2 separate regions of the Bicyclus anynana genome follow, and region 2 is linked to region 1. Evidence: chromatin contacts called from public Hi-C data. All regions are on one chromosome and are shown on one strand. The core of a region is the stretch at or near the end of the contact, and the rest is flanking DNA. Distances in the headings are between cores, read along the strand shown.

Region 1 (2,796 bases), core at 182-2,681:
TCCCTGTAGCTCCGAAAGTAATGATCGCAGATACCCTGTTACTTTTACAAAATTGCTTTGCTATTAGTATACTCTTAATTTATATACAATTTAAAAAACTGTCATCATCCCTATTTTATTCATCAATGTCCCGAATAACAGAACAACTTAAAATGTTGGGGTTTTTTTCAAGAAAACGAAAGAACGTTGAGGATTCACGGTGGAATGGTGACCACGCAAAGGAAAGCGAAGTATTGGTCGACCAACATTCCACCTCGTGGGGGGTCGACCCCCCAGTTGATGATGCGATGATGATCATGGGATGTGTTTGTCCGAAATGAATACTTTGTTTAGTTCCTTGTGGAATCGGTTTAAAAATCTTTTTTTTAAATATTTACAAAGTGAAATAAAAGTATACGTCTATGAAGAGCGGACGCAGAGGTAAAAGTCTTGTGCGTCATGTATTTGATTATTATTATAATACCATGACGAATCTGTTTACACAGTGGTGTATTTCAATACAATATTATAACGCCGGCCACAGATAGTCAAGTTTGCAGGCAGCGTTGTATATTTGACGGTCTGTGGTTGGTTTAAAGGAAATCTACAATTAACCGACTTATCTATAAATCTGACAAAAGACGCTCTATTCTCTCTTTCAATGTATGTAGGGTCAGGCCTCCCTCCTTATAGGGGAGGTGATAGGACATAAACCACTATTATTTAGTTTATGTTATGCGGCTTTAACTGGGTAGGGGTAGGATAGGTGTAGGGTAGGGGTAGAGAAGAAGTGCACATAAGTCAAAGCGAAGCTTAATCGGATACACTAGTAGTTATGTAATATGAAGATGCGGTAACCCTAACCTATCCGAAGATATTGGCGTTGGCATTGAAAAGAATTTCTGGTAAATTCGTGACCGCCAGGAGTTTTATAGAACAATTATTTTTTTATTTTAACTTTGTTAAATATACTAATACACCAAATAAAAGTTATTTTTACGCAAAATTTAGCAAAAAAGCATATTCTCGCTCAAAATATATAATGTTAGCTCCATGAAGTCATTAGCTGCAATATGCAATTAGGTAGACATTCTATATCTCTATAACAAGAACTCAACGATGTGTTAACAATATGGTTACTTCTAAGACCTAGGTTAACAAATATGTTGTATCCGTTTCGTAATTTTACACCGACTCGGGCCACGCCACTTTTACTTTTATTATGTTCAGTAATTTTATTTGGATGGCGAACAAAAAATCTGTAGAACGGAGACCTTGAAATCGATATAAATCGCATGAGAATTTCGGTGTGTTGTGGCGCAAAATAGATATTCATAATAACAAGCGGAGTGGTTCATCGACCGCGCGCCCGTGGACTCACCTTCCGAGCTTAGCAGTTCGTAGATAAATGGCAATTTGGGCAAACGCGGCGCCGGGGCCGCCTCGTGCCGACAACCGCCGTGCTGTTGAGATAGGCTCGGCGTCTAGTGCGGCAACGATTCCGATAACGATTAATCGGGATTTACGATTTCATTTACTTTTGAAGGGAATAAGTCTTTAAAATTGCTCCCATTGAGTGTGAATCCCAAAAATTATGTAACTAAATCGGAGGATATTTTGCTGTTGCACTTAGGATCAACATTTTTTCTACACATCTATTACATTTCATATGTTATATTATATTATGTACGTATAACCTGTGAGCGAACGACCTTGCACAATAATTTCCATAAATTATTACATCAATGTCCCTTAAAATCATTGAATTATTATGTACTAGTAATTCAATGCTTAAAGTATTTAAATTGTCCAAAAACAATTGCAAAAATTGTAACCTATATTAGAATAAGTTTCATTTTATATTTTAAATCTATTTAATGTAAAACTTACCTAGTGTAAGCTAAGGTAAGTGTAACAACATCATTATAATCAATTCGGAAGGAAGTGGGTACTCTGGTCTGGTACTACGGTTAGTCTATACTGAACATCTTAACATTGTCGATGGAATCTAGTTGATCTTAATACGTTTTGTGTAAATAAATAAACATTTTTGATGATGAATTGATGTTGAGGCTTGATTTCGGACTTTCCTTCATGATTAATTTTTGTTATAAAAAACAAACTTTTATCTTGTGCCTACTATATACAGTGAAAATTCGCTTAGAATTTTTCTTCTCTACACATAGTTACACACGCAAAATGATTTAGGTCGTATTTTTTCGAAGATTTCATATTTTTATTAGTCTTCCTATAACAGGTATTAACATGAGTTGTCACGAGAATTACATTGAAATAAAATTAATTATCACATAAAATTTTACTAAATTGGTTAGGTAGGTACAATATAGTTTCTCATATATTATAAAGAAAAACACATAACCTATTGCTATCCTACCTAATAACCGACCCGTGCCTTTCGGGGTGATATAATCGTAAGCATTTTGCGTTGGACCCAGTTAAAAATGTGCTAATAACACGTAATGTGTTAAAAGCATATAAGAGTACATTCGATAAATCACATTTGCGCATAATGGTATTATCATTATGAAATAGTGTATTATAATATATAGGTCTTGCGCGATAAGCGCTCGGTTTGTTTAAAAAGTCACGCCGGTTGCGTCACGACATATTTTTTATCGGAAAGCCGACAATGTCAAAAGTGCGTTGAACCCACCGCATCCTTGAAACTTTGTCATAAATAGATAATTTTATTTTCGCTATCCGAAGTATTATCGCAATGTCTCCTATCGCTCGCTCTTTTTTTATATCTGCATAATTTATACAATTCACAAATATTGTGTTTTTGTTATAACTATG
Region 2 (2,880 bases), core at 329-2,828, 36 kb before region 1:
TGATAACATTACTTTAGTAAAGTTCTTCTCCTTTGAATTTAGTTTAGTAATTTTACAGCTGAATAAACAAAGATGTACTGCAAACCAATAAACTTTTAGCATGGTAGATCCGTGATAAGAGCCATGATAGCCCAGTGGATATGACCTCTGCCTCCGATTCCGGAGGGTGTGGGTTCGAATCCGATCCGGGGCATGCACCTCTAACTTTTCAGTTGTGTGCATTTTAAGAAATTAAATATCACGTGTCTCAATCGGTGAAGGAAAACATCGTGAGGAAACCTGCATTCCAGATAATTATCTTGATTCTCTGCGTGTGTGAAGCATCCGCATTGGCCAGCGTGGTGGACTATTGGCCTAACCCCTCTCATTCTGAGAGGAGACTCGAGCTCAGCAGTGAGCCGAATATGGGTTGATGACGACGATGGTAGATCATCTTTATAATAAATAACTTGAATGTAAAATGTTTTCAGATAGCATGGGTAAGGTGACAGACGCATGTATGACGTTCATAATACATACTATTATCGTGAATCTGGGCAAAATTTCAAGAGTGAAACGAACTGTCACCCGCACCATCCTACATAAAACGAACTGTAATATTGTGTTCATAAAAAACATATTGTAGATATGTGTATTGTATCTATACAAAATACTATGTGTATGATCTGTTTAGAGAGTTCTGTCTGTTGTATATTCTTGGAATGAAAATGAAAATCGGTCAACTTATATTTTTATGCTATATTACACCAGAGTTTCGGCCAACAATGAATGATTACCGACGAATTAAGAGCAACCTACAATTTGTGATTTGACCGACCGTATGTTTAATAAACACAAAGGATAACTTACAATATAGTCAACTCTTTGACCGCCGACTTCTGTTACCGCATATTCTCCAGCGACGAGCACGTTAGCGTGCAATTCTTCTTTCAGACACTTTTGGGTATTCGGCACTAGGCTCCACGTTAGACAGTCGCAGCCGTGCCATAAAACGCTCAAAAACAATACGAGATAGTGCACCTCCATGTCAGAAATTGTATTTTCTATTATTATCCAGTAGTTAATTCACAATTCATAACTTTTAAAATGTGAAAACAAACATAATTCAGTGTCAAAAAGACCGATGAGTTGGCCCAAAAAAAGAGAAACGTTGTCGCTATGGTTGTCGCAAAGAAAAATAATAGACAAATGTAATGTTGCCCTTGCCATTAACACTTATTATGTTTGTTCAGAGCTGCCAATACCCACTTTCTTAATTCCCCAGAAATCGAAGTAAAATTCCCCAAAAGTAAAGAGAACAATTCGTCTGAGACTGGGTATCTAGTCTATAGTGATCTGTGTTGGGTATGAAAGATTCTGCGATGCGTGACTTCACGTTTATGTCCTGTCCTTCTAACTCCTTTACCTTATAATTACCCACCTAGTCTATAGTGATCTGTGTTACCCACTATCTTTGATAACCATTGACTTGTGTGTCTGAATCTTGAATATTAGAATTATACATTATGGCCTGTGAATTAATAAAGAGACTTCAAGTAAATAACTCTTTGTTCTATTTTTTTCTCATTTGTAACGCTAAAAACACTAAGCAATCAGAAAAGCTGGAATCAAAACTCAAAAAACCTGATACAGTAAAAAAAGAACAAACGTCAATTTTCTAACCTTGTTTGTTATGAAAAACAACTTTTCCAACCAATTTTTTATGTACGCAATAATTTCTTATTCTATTACATTTTTAAATAAATTCATACTTTTGCATGTTTGTCATAAGATTTGTCTTTAAACACTGTATAAGTTTGAAAATAATGAAATGTATTTAATTTACACAACATTTTCGTATCTTCGAAGTTAATTTGACAGATGATAAAATAGGTTTTCCGCTAAATTACTTCAGCAATTAAGAATATTTGTGTAGTTTTCAATGTTATCAACATAAAACTGCCAAGGATTGTTACAGTAAGTGGTATTATCAATGTCTTATTGAAATGTTTATGTTTACATAATAAGTTAAATAACCCTGAATAAGTACTGTAGGTTTACTATCTAAGAATTTACTAGCATTATAATAATTCAACGCAATGTTTCTTGTAAACAGTGTTACGCGCATTTATTATCTTCTAACCTACATGCTTATGACCCACATTTTGAGCATGCATCAATATGGGTCTATATAAAGCAGTAACCCAAAACACATTAGACTAGTGAGGTAGGTCTAAGCTCAATATCCCCTCTCCTATGGAGATACTAAGGAGGTTTGGCACTGTAGTAGGCTCTTAAACATTATACTAATCTCTCTCTCCGCGTCGTGTTCCTCATTACTGAGGGTCGTGACCCCTATCACACATTCATAACTTTTTTCCGCACGATGTCACGCCATGCGGCTCGGCTTTTCGCGACTTGTAGAGCATCGTGTACTTTTGTATCGAGAGTGGTGCGGATTTGATCTGACCAACGCATCGGGCTACGTCCCCGAGGTCTCTTTCCTTCCACTTTGCCAGTGATAACAAGTTTCTCTAGGTTATCTCCTTCTCTCCTGGCAATGTGACCGAAGTACTCAAGGATCCTCTGAAGACAGGCGGTGGAAAGTCTTTTCGAGATGTTGAGTTGTTTCAACACCGATACATTGGTCCTATGCGCTGTCCACGGAATACGGAGCATTCTTCGCCAGCACCACATCTCAAAGGCATCTATGCGATGCCGATCAGCTGATTTGATAGTCCATGTCTCAGCTGCATATGTGAATATTGGAAAGATTAGAGACCGGACAAGACGAATTTTTGTGTTTAAGGAGATGTTCCTGTCTTTCCAAATTTTATGCATTTTCATTATACTAATAATGAGGATTAATGAAGATGTACCAAGCATAGCATATTAGCGTTC

What was found. Hi-C and Micro-C count contacts between places; a contact is called where the count stands out from the background.
Region 2: a contact with region 1 is called in a Hi-C map of whole body, with 2.3 times the contacts expected there. The contact joins the promoter of LOC112046916 here to the enhancer-like site in region 1. A contact is called at or near these places in 2 of 2 Hi-C or Micro-C datasets (whole body and whole larva).

Annotation. Positions count from the first base shown.
Region 1 is chr21:5,895,991-5,898,786 of ilBicAnyn1.1, reverse strand. All of the region lies in intron 2 of LOC112046916 (steroid hormone receptor ERR2), which reads left to right. Among protein-coding and RNA genes, the nearest start is that of LOC112046917, 36 kb to the right of the region's middle. Within about 2 kb of position 1,431, at least 8 of the 8 cell types and tissues checked have open chromatin away from gene starts, as enhancers often do.
Region 2 is chr21:5,932,188-5,935,067 of ilBicAnyn1.1, reverse strand. LOC112046916 (steroid hormone receptor ERR2) reads left to right here and starts at 1,578. Exons shown (of 9, transcript XM_052888074.1): 1 at 1,578-1,956. LOC112056836 (transmembrane emp24 domain-containing protein bai) reads right to left here and starts at 1,177. Exons shown (of 5, transcript XM_024097327.2): 1 at 850-1,177. The coding sequence starts at 1,026.